Regions from separate parts of the Sus scrofa genome. Here regions 2 and 3 are each linked to region 1. The links are chromatin contacts, called in public HiChIP or PLAC-seq and promoter capture Hi-C maps. All regions are on one chromosome and are shown on one strand. Each heading gives the region's core, a stretch centred on a gene start, on an enhancer-like site or on the middle of the called end of the contact. The rest is flanking DNA. Distances are from core to core; before and after follow the strand shown. Region 1 holds the start of LSM14A (LSM14A, mRNA processing body assembly factor). Region 2 holds the start of KCTD15 (BTB/POZ domain-containing protein KCTD15). Region 3 holds the start of WTIP (Wilms tumor protein 1-interacting protein).

Region 1 (4,153 bases), core at 1,156-3,655:
CACAATGCAACAAAAACCAAAGTAAAATACATACACAATGATTCTATTTATATGAAGTTCAAAAACAGTCAAAACTTCATTATTCAGAGATATAAACTTAAGTGATAAAACTGAAAGTCAGAATACTGTTTATATCTAGCTTAAGAGGATAGCAGCTGTTGATGGAAGTTGTAGAGGGTGGGAGGCTTCTGGTATGTTGGCAACGCCTGTCTTGCCCTGGGTGGTAGTAACAAGGATCTGTTTAAAACTATTTCATTTTTAGAAAGAAAAAATAAAAAGAAAAAGAAATCATTTTTATCTACCTATCTTTCCAATATGTGTGGTTATATTTCACAATTAGGAAAAAAAAAGACTTCCCAGAGGGGGAAAAAAGTTAACAGCCCAAAGAGAATTTTAAAACTGTTTAAGAGAATAGATTTGGTACCACCAATTTTTGCAAACACAAATTCCCAATTTCTGTTACACATTAAAAAATTATATTTAAGAAAAAAGGATATATTATGTATGTGGGATTAAATATCAAAGCCATAAGTACAGAATTAAATTCAATGATTAAAAAAAATATTTCCATTGCTATACTCACGTAACATTTATCAAGTCATGATAAAAGGAACAAATTATGCTTGGCATATAAATTTAACTATTACAGACTAATAAAATGTAACTGACTCTAGAAGCTGTTCCAAAGACAATTTTTAAAAATGTGGATCATTATCAAAATACAGTTTTTAGGTTCTTGCATAAAAGAGTGCATTTAAAATGATTTTTCTTTAAAAAGGCCGAAATAAATACATTAGAAATCTTAAAAACATATGGATTTTTTTCTTTGTCAGGAGTAAAGATACTACAGCCACCTAATTCATTGATAAGTCATTAAAGTAGCAAGACATCTTAAAATTCAGATTAGGTAAAACAAGCTTTAAAAAGCTATTAAACCACTTTAATGAGAAATACTGCTTTCAACCTGTATATGGCTCTCAACAAGAACTTCAGAAGGCCTTTTTTTCATAATTTCACAAAGCCTTAAAATTAGCATACGGGGTGTGTGTGTGGGGAAATTAAGGTAAAATAATTTAAGACTCCTTACCCAGATATGCTCATTCCAACACAAGTGCTATTAAAAAGGATCTACCAGAGCATCCAAAAAAAGTCCTTAAATACTTGTGGGATACCGTGAAATGACTCAACTATTGTCAAAGATTAATCCCTTTTTTTTTAAACAAATAGATTTAGAAAATGTTCTTCCTATCTCTGGACCTCTGTCCCTATCATGCTATTCATTCTATACCTCTAGTAGATGTGCTGCGAAAATTACCTTAGTTTTATTCCTTCCCTCTCCTCAGTGTTTCAAAAACTTGCAAGATTTCTTTCAAGATCAGGTGCTAAGGTTTATTTTCTTCCTAGTTTCCTGGCTGAGCAAAGGCCCGTCACATACGAACGGAAACAAAACCCACACAGACTGTGGTGATGCTAAATACTTTAGAGAGTACACCTTACTCCTACACCCCAGAACTCTGTCCCAGGGAGCCTCCCCGGGAGTCAGTCAGAGCCCACTGATCATTCAGATCTGCCTTGAGAACACTGATCCTGGATCAAACTTGAACCCTTCTCCCCACTGGGATTCCAGAAACAAGGCCGAAGCGAGAGCAGCAAACATTTTTAAAGAGATGGTTGCACAACAGGCTTGGAGAAGGATTCCGGTTTAACAGGTAAATACCACACATGAGACAAGTGGGATGTGATCTGCTCGAAGGTACCAATGGCATTTCGAGACCGTCTACGTCTCTGAGGGAACCCAAAGTTTGGGCATATTACTTACAGTTCGCCTGAGGAATATGCAACGGAATTGAAATTAAGAACTGAGAAAATGGGTGCCGGGGAATCAACAAATCAGCACTTTAAACTCGGGCTCGGCGGAAAAATTCTTTGACTACTCAGGCTTTGTTTGGTGGGAAGACGACAGAACCACCGAATTTCGGAGTTGGAAGACACGTATCTCCGTGTTCTCCAGCCCGTTCTCGGACTTGAGGCCGCCCCGCCTGCCCCGCTCCCGGTTCTTAGTCCCCGGATCGAAGGCGCAGACCTCCGGGTGGAAGCCTGGGAGCCCGGGGGAGGCTGAGGCCCGGCCCGCGACGCCGGGGCCCGGAGGGAGAAAAGGGAGCGGCCTCCGGGAGGACGGCGGAGAGGGGAGGGGGGGAGCGAGGAGGTCGCGGCCGAGAGCCAGGCGCAGCCCCGAGGGCCCATTCCGGCCCGGCCCCCCACACCGAGGCCCGCCCCGGCGTACCTTTGGCGAGAGCTACTGTAGAGTTCTCGGTGTCGATAGTGTAGAGGATGCCCTCGTAGCGGATCTCCGCCTTGGAGATAAGGCTGATCTTGCTGCCGATGTAAGGGGTGCCCCCGCTCATGGCGCCGCCGCCGCCCCGGGCCGCTCGCAGAGAGGCAGATCCCACGCCGCTGGGGTCGCTCCGTACGCCCACTTGCTCGGTCGGCGCCTACAGCAGTCTCCTCAGACCCAACATGGCGGCGGCGCCGGCTCCGCTACCCTCCCCCAGCCTCCCGCCCTCAAGCCGCGGCGGCGGCGGCGGCGGCGGCGGCGGCCGCGCGCGGCATGCTGGGCCTGGGAGGCCGAGCTCTCGCGAGACTCGGCCGGCTGCGGACGGCTCCGGACTTCTCCCCGACAGCCGTAGTGCCGGCTACGCAGCTTGGCCTGATCTCGCGCTGCGGCGCTCTCGCGCTGCGGTTTCCCCGCGGCCCGAGAGGAGGTTCAGGGAGAAGACAGGTGTCCGGATACGGCAGGACACTGTGGGCTGGAATGGAGGCACGCGCGACCTTCTTGACCTCAGCCGCAGTCTCTGCGATTTCCAGACCCCTTGTATCTTGTCCTGAAACCCGTGTCGTCTCTGCAAAGGCGGACCCCCCTGCCCGGAAAGTTGCCTAACCCTATCCCGCCTCCAAGCTCCTGGTGAGCCCCTTAAGACCGGTCATTTTCCCTTTGAAGCAACTGCGCCCCTCATAGATCTTTCATGGCCCTATTACAGCATCTGTCATTCACTGAGTCTCTCCTCTTCTCTCCTTCACTTCTTCTGGAGGTGGGATTCTGTCCAGCACTTTCAGATGGTCTCATCTAGGTTCATGGCTTTCAATGTCATGGCACACAGACCAATCTCAGGTATTTGTTTGCAGTTTTGATCAGTTCTGTGAACTCCGGATTCATGTAAGCTATAGCCTTGTCAACAACAACAACAACAAAGCACAACAACAATAAAGGTTGAGAATTGTGTTTTATTCCGGGAGTTTGCTGAGGACTTAAGCCTGGGGGACAAGCTCTCAGCTCTGAGGGACTGTTCCCAAGAGGAAAGAGAGGAGCCAGGATATATAGGAAATTTGCAAAAACAAACATAGCCCCCAAACCAACCACCACCAACAAAAACCCAGGTAGTCTAATATGAAAAGATTACTCTTAAAGAAAAAATAGATAGCTCGAGTTAATGAATTTAGTACTTTTCTCTTTGTATGATAAGTCACAGGAGTCTGGGCTCCTTGAAATTCTTCCTTTGATATGCAACTTAACTGTCTAGGGCTAGTCAACTCTTTTTCTCCATCCTGAATCCCCTCAGGGTGCACAGTTGGGGGTGGCTACAGTGGCTGAGGGATTGTTGGCTGCAAAGTCCTTTGTTTACTTAGATGGCAGGCTACATACACAGCCTCTTCAACTCTCCAGTTGAATGTCTAGTTGGCATATATGTGTCTGAAGCCATACTCCGGATTTCCCCTCTAAAACTAACTTTTCCCCTCTTTACCATTGAAGCAGCTGATACTGTTTACTCTACCATTCCTCCATATCAATGATGGGACTTCTCTCTCACCCTCATGGCTGTTCTGATTGCAAAATCTTGTCCATTTTATGTATGGAATGTATCCTGAATCTGATCACTTCTCACCATCTCCACCCGTCCCTACAACAAGCCACCCTTACTCTGGCCAGGATCATTCCAACAGCCTCCTAAAATATCCCTCTACCCCTGCCCTTGTCCCCAGTATTTATTCTCAACACAGCAACCAGAGGGATCTTGTTAAAAATCTAAGGCAGATCATATCCCCCCTCTATGCAATACGCCTCTCCCCAGTGATCTCATATCACACAGAATGAAAG
Region 2 (4,153 bases), core at 786-3,285, 320 kb after region 1:
TGCTCAGAAGTGACATTTAACACCTAGTACCCATCGCAAAAGCTGCTCCAGCCTGTTCTCACCCAGCCTCTTTCCCATCGCAAGCACAACCTGATGTTCGTGGCAAACCAGAAACTCACTCACCATTGGAAGCCCCAGGCTGTACGCCTTGACTCGAACCTCCACTGCTCCCTCCGACAAACGCATCTGTGCTGGACCACGACCCTTTCCCCGAGACCACTGCTGAGGTCAGAAGCATAAAGTGGGTACACGAAGAGACACAAGTTCATTCCTCCAGCACCAGCATCAAACCCCACGACCCAGCCCCAGCGCGCCACGGCCCTCCCGAGGATCAGCCAAACCGCCTGTTGCAGGAGCTTCGGCGGTAGAGTGCTCCACGGCCCCGCAGGTTTCCAAACTAGCTGGGTATTGACCCGCTTCTCCAAGCTGCAGCGGGAGCCCCGGGTCCCGCGCCCGCCCCACCGCCGCCGCCGAGCCCCGCCCGCCCGAGCAGAGGGAAGCGAGCAGAATGCCACGCTCATTTACACACAAAATGATTTTGTGTCCCATTGTGCTCGCAGTTGTTCAGCTCTCTGGGGGTGATTAAACTGGCTGAGCTGCGGCAGCTTGAGACGATTTCACTAAATCGCTTCTTCGTGAAGTCGCTTCTTTGCTAAGCTGTTATTTTAACCATAAAAGGTAAACAGAAGGCGCCTCGAGAGCTCCCTTCGGCTCTGCGCCCAGGGCGCCAGCCCGGGGCTAGAGGGCCAGGGGCCTGCAGAATTGCCCAGGAGGTGGGCTAGAAGGGAGGCAGGCGGGCCACCTGGCGCGCGCCAGCCCCTCCACGGAGCCCGCCGGCCGCTGTGAACTTCGGGGCGGCCGGAGCCGGCTGGGCCCAGGCCCGCGGCGCCGCGGGGCGGGGGTGGCCGCGGAACCCAGAGCGCCTGGCAGGACCGGGAGGGGTGTGCGGCAGGGGCGGGGCGGAAGACAAAGTTAAATCAAGAGGCAGACACTTAAGAGACCACAGATGGGAAGCTCGCCTAATTAAGGACGTAAAAGCGCTTTTGTTCTCAAAGTTTATTGTTGCCGGGATTAAAAAAAATTAATTGAAACTAATGCTGTTATTCACTCGTGCAGTTAAATTCCTTCATGCACATTTGAGACACCGAGTGAAAACTTGAAGCTTATCTTTCTGCAGCCGGGGGTGGGGGGCGCGGAGGACGGAAACGCGCTCCAGCTAAGGGGGAGGGGGGGCTGTTTGAGAGTGTGTGCCGGTGCGCGCGTCCAGGTCTGGGGGTACCGGCGGGGTGCAGGGCTCCGGCGGCGACGACCGCGTCTCCGCGCGGCCCGCCTGGGGTTCCAGACCCGCGCTTGGGATGACCCACCGGCGCGCCAGCCCCTTCCGCTCCGTTTGGGACTCGCGGGTGGGCGTCTGAGGACGCACATCTGTCCCGTTGGAGACTTTTTCTCTCCCTGATTTGGACACCAAGCCCGGCCCAATCAGCCCGAAGCCCCAGCTGCGTGAGCCCGGTTCTGACCCCGGAAACTCGCTGGCTCTGCAGGGCGCTCGGCCCTGCACTGAGGCCCAAGTGCCCGGACCTGAACGCCACCCTCCCCCCCACCCCGCCCCGCGCGGCAGGAAGCTCGGTGCCCGCCCGCGTGGGGAGGGTCCACCCGGGGCCAGGGCCGGCCCACGTGGGCAATCCCCCCTTCCCGCGCCAGGCCTTTGTGCTGGGTGCCCCCGCGCCGCCAGTCCCCGCCGCCTTGCACCGGGACAAAGCAGCCGCCCCCGCCCAGGTCCGAATCCCGGCCGGGCGACTTTCTGGGTATCACAGCCACTTTAGGGACAGGGGTGCGCGTCGCTGAGCGGTGGCCGCCCGCGCGGGGCTTACCTCGGAGCCGGAGCGGCGGATCCGGCTCGGGCGCAGCCCCCGCCCCCCGCAGCCGCCGGTCTCGGGCGCCGGGCACAGCCTCGCCGCCTATGCTCGCCGCGCGGGTCGCTCCGGTCTCGTCCTGGAGTTACTTTCTCTCTCGCCCCCAACCCTCCCCCACCCACCCCTCCCGCCCCGGCCCCCGCTTCGCGCGGCCCCTCGCGGCGCGGCGCGCCGGGGCCTCCCCTCCCCGCCCTCCCCTCGCCTCCTCCCCTCCTCGCGGCCGCCGCCGCCGCCTCCTCTTCGCGCCGCTCTCCGGCTGCCCTCCCGCCGCTCCCACCTCCTCTCCTCCCTCCTCTCTCTCCAGCGGCCTTCCCCGGTTGCTGGCGAGAAAACCAGCCCCCCACCTCAGCCCTCAGCCCGCGCCCCGTCGCGGCCGAGCCCGGACGCCAAGGGCAGCGATCCGGCTCCAAATTACCCAGCGCGGCGAGGCGAGCGGGAGCGCGCGGCGACTCCTGGCTCGGGGCTTGGCTGCGCCGCGGGGCAGAGGATTAGAGTCGCAATTAGCTCCGCGCGCCCGCGCCTACCGCGCTCGGCGACAAAAATGCGCCGTTTCCCTTCCTTTAGCCGGGCGAGCACCACCCGCCTCCCCCGAAGCCTGCGCCTTCCCGCCGTGGCCTCCGCCAGGACCCTCCCGGGAGCGGTGCGCCCAGGCCCCGCGCCCTCCGCCGCCCAGCCCCCGCCCCCCGCCGGCCAGCCACGCGGCGCCCGGGCCTCCTCCGGGCTCGGGAGGGGGCGGGGGAGAAGCTGATTTTAATCATTGTCATTTCATCTGATGTAATATTTCCCCGGGCGCTTTCAGCTGGGCATAAATTTTCGGCTCCCAAATAAGTAACACAGGGCACGTTTCTCACATTTCTTGACTCCTCGGTTACAAAGAGGAGAGCAGCCGCCGCCGCGGCGCCCGGGGCCAGGGGCGGGACTTGGGAAGAAACTGGGCTGCGAGTCGGCCGGGGCTGGAGCGGAGCCGGGGGCCAGAGCCGCCCCTCCCCCTCCCCGGCCTTCCTCCCCGGGTCTCTGCCCCGACCGCCCCTCTACCGGGGAGCAGCGCCGCCCGTGACGTCTGCGGACACGCGGTCGGCTACCGCGGGGGAGGGGGGCGCCCGGCCGGCCCCCCGCGGCCAGACGCGCCATTTCCTTGACTCGCGCGGCGCGATGGAGACGTCTAACGCCAAGACTCCTCGCGGCGCCGAGGCCTGCGCCCAGGGCGTCCCCCCTGGTCCCCGAGGCGGCTGCCGCTTCCTCCTCCTGTCCTACCTCCTCCTCCCCTTCCTCTTTCTCTCGCTCCCCGCCCGTCCCCCACCTCCGCCTGCTCCTGGACCACTTCCCGGCTCCTAGGAAACGGAGCACGGAGCCTCCAGTGCCGCGCGCCCGGCCTGCACTGCGCCCCCGTCCGGCTTCGGGGACGCCCTGGCTCGAGCCAGGCTCGAGCTGGAGGACGGGTGCGCTCCAGCCCAGAGCCGCGCCGGGGCCCCCACCCCGAACTCCAGCCGGACCTGGGCGCCCTCTAGCGGCCCCACTCTCAGGGGCCGCCAGGGGCCGGCCCGGAGCGGGGGCACGAGCGGGGGTGGGCGGGGGCACGAGCGGGGGTGGGCGGGGGCACCGGCGGGAGGAGAAAGAGCTGTGGGCCTTCTTCTCCTTGGCCAGGGGACCTCGCGCGTGGAAAGAGCTCCCAGACCGCGCTTCTGGAACTTCTCCACGCGGGAATAAGCAGAAACTTTCCTCCTAAGGGAAGGTTTCATTTATTTATTTATTTTAGACCTTGAACTACAGGAGAAGGGGGAAATTTTCTCATTAAAGTTACATCCCTGCAGTTAGTTCAATTACTTGATATATGCAGAAGATGTTGTAAATTTATAGATTTAAATAGCTTACAAAGATGCCGCAGGCCCCATCAGTTAATTTCCTTAATTTATGGATTTTTGGCTGCTCCTAGAACAGAAAGGGGCCCTGGAAGTAGGTCAAGGAGCTGTACAGCGGTTCTAGCACAGCCCATGGGCTGCCCACTCTGCTCCCCACGCCCTGGCACCCCCCGGGCTTCTGGCTCCCAGCTCAGGCCTGACAGCACTACTCTCTGCTCTCTATATTTTGGCCAAGCCAGGCCTGGGAGGTCTGCTTTCGTCCGTGGTGACTCCGTCTCCCCAGGGCTGCACTGCCATGCCAAGAAGAGCAAAGCCTCCATCTCCACCCGCCCCTCCCAGCACTGAGGGAATGGAGCCAGAAGCAAGGGTCCCAACTACTCT
Region 3 (4,153 bases), core at 551-3,050, 300 kb before region 1:
GGAGCCTAGTGGAACAGCCCGCACTCTTGGTTGCTCCCTTCTCCCCTCATTCTTCCCTCTGCCTGGAATGCCCCCACCGGCCTGTCCCCTACAACCTTCCTTCTCTCTCAAGATCCAGTTCAGGGCAGTCCTGCGCTGCTAGCTGGAATGAACCATAAAAGACAAGCCCCAGGACGGCCTCCCTCCCAGACATGATAACTACCATCCAAAGCCGGGTGTCTGCTTATCAGTAAGGGGCGGGGGGGGGGGGGGGGGGAGCCCCTCCCAGCCTCCTCTCAAGCCTAAGAGTCTGAAGCCCTGTCTAAAGAACTAGGGATCAAAAGGCCAAGGTCAGACTGGGAAAGAGAGGCTTGGAGACCGGTGGTTTTCTTTGCAAAGGATGTGAAGCAGGATTCCCTTCGGAAACATCCCATATCCACTGCAGGGTCCAGAGCGAGGACAGCCCAGTGTGACCAGCTCCGTTCTCTCCCCCTCAGGGTGGCCTCTCCTGCCTCATGGACTTTACATCCAGCAGCTACCATTATCAAAGCCTCAGGTCAGGCGGCGTCTGGAGGCATCTGGACCACGCCACCTCCCTGCCCCTGTCCACACCCGGTACTGCTGGGGAAAGGAAACACCGGGACCGCGAGGCCCCTACACGGTTTCGGCTGACTGTGCCTGTATGACAAATTGAAGCAAGTGCCAACGGTTAAGGAGACATTAAAGCTTATTCTGCGTATTAACGTGACTTCTTCTCTAAATCAGGAAAAACGCATCCACTGACTTGGCCAGAACTCCCAGCTGGAGACCCAGAGTCTGAGCCGCTAAATAAACCTCAGACCTGGAGGTTCGCACATACCCACCGACGGTGGAACACACTTAAGACACACGAAAGAGAGAGACGCTCTTCCCATCCCGGCCCCTGGTCCAACACCCAGCCTTCGGCCCACCCTTCGCTCCCCTCCACTGAGCCCGCCGCCTATCCAGAGGCGGTCCCCGACCCCCGACGAGGACGACGGAGGCTTGGGGCCCCGGCGCGCGGGCGGCAGGGACAGGCTTGCTCACCGAAGTAATCCCGCGCCGTGCGCGCCTCCAGCGCTCGCTCCAGCTCTCGGGTCAGCGCCTCCAGCCGCCGCTCCGCCGCGCTCGGGCCGCCTTCCCGGCCCGGGGGCAGCTGGAGCGAAGGCAGAGCGAAGGGGGCCGGCCCGGCCGGCTCCGGGGAGCGAGCCGGCGCGGGACAGGCGCCGGGCAAGAGCAGGTCAGGGTAGGCGCCGGCCGAGCCGCGAGAGCCGAGGCTGGACACGCTGGAGCGGGCGCTGCCCACCGACGGCGGCCCGGGGCCCGGGCGCGGGTCCGAGCGGCCCGAGCGCGGGCTGCCGTGGCGTTGGTCGTAGCCCAGGCTGATGCCGCTGGAGCGGGCGCTGCCACTGCCGCCGCCGCCGCCGCCGCCGTCGGAGCCCGCCAGGCTGGCCCGCGGGCTGCCCGCCGGCTGCGTGCTGAGCTCGGGGACCGCCGCGCGCCGCGGGCCTCGCTCCCCGCGGCTCAGTCCGTCCGCCCCGGCCTCGGGGCCGCCGCCGCCGCCCTGCCCTCTGCGGCCCAGCGCCTGCGCCGCCTCGTCTCCCGGCCCGGGCCTCGGTCCCCGCCGACCCCGGCCCAGAGAGTCGCCGCCCGGCTCCAGCTCCCGCAGGGCCAGCCCGGCCAGGAGCAGAGCCGCCTCGTCCGCAGCCGCCCGGGAGCGCTGCATGGCCCGGCCCGCCGGCCCCGGCGCGTCACCTCCGCCTCCGCTTCCCGCCGCCGCTCCGGCCGCGCCGCCTCATCGTCCGCCCGAAGCCCGGAGCCCGCCCCGGGACCCCTGGGCGCGGGGCGGGGCGGGGCCGGAGCCGGGCCGGGGTCGCTCCGCCGGCCACGCGCGGGCCGGGGGCCGAGGCGCTCCGCTCGGTGGCGCGCACGGCGGAGGAATGTGCGCTCGGAGGCGCCGGGCCGCGCCCCCTCCTCCCCGCGGCCGCGCGGGGGGCGGAGGGACTCCTTTGTGGGGGCAGGAATGCGAGGAAGGAGACGGCGCTGCGGCCTCTGGAATGTGGGGGGAGTGGCGGCGGCGGAGCCGTGGTGTCCGCGCTTAGCCGGGAGCTCGGAGGGGCGCGCAGCTTGGGCCGAGCCGCCGGGGCGTGCGGCTTGGAGCTGGCCCACGGATGGCAAAGCGGCCAGCCGTGGCGCCGCGGAGAGGGTCCGGGCTCCGTTGCGCGCCCCGACAGTCGGGCCTCTTGAAAGATCCCAGATTCCCGCGGGCTGAGCTAGAGGCGGCTCCCGTAATCCCGGCCGTAGAAATATGAGCAGTTGACAAACGTTTCCCACATCCTCCCCCATTTTACTTCCCGGCGCCGCCAGGATTTCAGGAGCTGGGCCGGACAAGTTCGGCCTTGGGCAGAAGCGCTGCGCCCGCTCCAGGACCCTGGAGAACACTGTGCGTCTCGGGCGGATGCGCCCCCAGCACTTCGCGTGACCCTAAAACCCCAGCCTGTCCCGAGGCCATGTGGCCGCGCACTGGTTTCTGCAGCCCCAACCTGCCTGGTGGGGAAGGCGCCTTGTGCTAGCAGAAGATGGGGCTGGATGGGGACTGGTCCCCCATGCCCGGTCTCGGCTCATAAGCGCCCAAGGCCAGGCGAGGCCGGAAGCAGGCCTCAGGCTATACCAGTGGGCAGTGAAGCCTCAGTTGTGACCGCCGCGGGCATTCACCAAGAGATGTGAGAACTCCTTTCTCCAGCACCTGCCCACAGGGTCTTGGGCGAGGTGCCCAGGGAATGCTCCTGAAAGCATTTGCGCAGACATAGGACGGCATGGGGTCTGGGGGCCCTGTGGTGAGGGAGAGGAACAAGAGGTGACTAGGGCTTTGTCTCCAAAAACACAGGCTACAAAGCCCTTATATATTTCAAACAGCTTGTGAGGGAAGAAGAGCAAAGTATTATCTGTCAGGACCTAGTGGATCCCGGCAAACAACCTTGAGTGAAAGAGTTCTCTTATTCCACCCCCTTCCTCAGAGAATTCCAGGAAGGCATCCCATGGAGCAGGGAGCCTGGACGGGGACTCGTCCTGGTGCAGACTGACCAGGGCATTTGGCCTCAACATCGCTTAGGAGCTCGCTGTGGCCCATCCTCAGCTGGCAGGGGAGCAGTATCTGACCCAGCTACTCCTCCCTAGCACCTCTCAGAGCTACAAGAAGAATTCCAATCTTCTACTCCCCAGGCTGGGTGGCGGGAGGGGGTGGGGGTGGCGGAGGCGGTGGCGCTGGGAGGCACAAGTAGGGGCAAGCAGTTGGAAGGGAGCGAATATCCAGAGGAGGCAGCTGATGAAAACTGATCTTACTCTCTGAGAAAGGAATATAAATCAACAATAAGGTATCATATTTCAGTGATCACATTATCTACAATTTAAAGATGGAAATATTGGCAAGATGGTGGTGAAACTTTTGTATATTTTACCGGTAATGAGTGTAAGTTGGCACATCCTGTCAGGAAGAGCAATTTGGTATTATTAACATCCTCAACATCCTTTGTGAGGATATTAATAATACCAATCAACAAACAAAAACACTCTTGAAAACAGTAATGCTCACGGAAGTAATCCCATATGCAGACAACAACGTAGGCACAAAAGTGTCTATCACATTATTTGTGTAATCCATACAGCTTTAGGATCTCCAGCCATCTGAATAGGAGCTCAGAGGGAGCTCTCTGCCCTCAAAGGTAATTCATTTTTAACTCACTGTCCCATCCCCACCTGCTGGCATAGAGTTTTCAAGACTGAAACAATAAAAGGCATTACTTATTCCAATGATAGATAGATAGATGATAGATAGATAGAAAGAAAAAAAAAACACTCAGAAACAACCTAAAATATCTCTCTCTCTCTCTCTCCAGTTGTCTTGGCGGCTGTTCTTGGCTAGGGCCGTCCCACACATAAGACAGGAAGATAGTGGCAGCAAAGAAGATGAAAAAGTTGCTGGAGTTGAGTTGATGGACTCTAGGCCTCTAATCATTATGAAAACTGGAAAGTACTGTGGGGGTACAAGCCAACTCTGAAAATGACCAGACAAAGCAGAACAAAATCTGCCTAGCCTTGAGGAAATCTGAAATAGAGTACTATGCTTTGCTGGCCAAAACTGGTATGTAGCTGCCAG

The links. Promoter capture Hi-C pulls out the DNA fragments that hold promoters and counts their contacts. HiChIP or PLAC-seq counts read pairs in DNA pulled down with a chosen protein or histone mark.
Region 2: a promoter capture Hi-C map of fetal skeletal muscle shows a contact between it and region 1, with 3 times the contacts expected there. The contact joins the promoter of KCTD15 here to the promoter of LSM14A in region 1. A contact is called at or near these places in 1 of 5 promoter capture datasets (fetal skeletal muscle), 1 of 47 Hi-C or Micro-C datasets (fibroblasts) and 1 of 2 datasets of contacts at active chromatin or transcription factors (alveolar macrophages).
Region 3: a contact with region 1 is called in an H3K27ac HiChIP or PLAC-seq map of skeletal muscle, with 3 times the contacts expected there. The contact joins the promoter of WTIP here to the promoter of LSM14A in region 1. A contact is called at or near these places in 1 of 47 Hi-C or Micro-C datasets (heart right ventricle) and 1 of 2 datasets of contacts at active chromatin or transcription factors (skeletal muscle).

The regions. Positions count from the first base shown.
Region 1 is chr6:43,846,134-43,850,286 of Sscrofa11.1, reverse strand. It overlaps LSM14A (LSM14A, mRNA processing body assembly factor), which reads right to left and starts at 2,405. Exons shown (of 10, transcript NM_001315798.1): 1 at 2,285-2,405. The coding sequence starts at 2,405.
Region 2 is chr6:43,526,559-43,530,711 of Sscrofa11.1, reverse strand. KCTD15 (BTB/POZ domain-containing protein KCTD15) reads right to left here and starts at 2,035. Exons shown (of 7, transcript XM_021094316.1): 1 at 1,872-2,035; 2 at 124-219.
Region 3 is chr6:44,148,522-44,152,674 of Sscrofa11.1, reverse strand. It overlaps WTIP (Wilms tumor protein 1-interacting protein), which reads right to left and starts at 1,800. Exons shown (of 8, transcript XM_021097104.1): 1 at 1,045-1,800. The coding sequence starts at 1,723.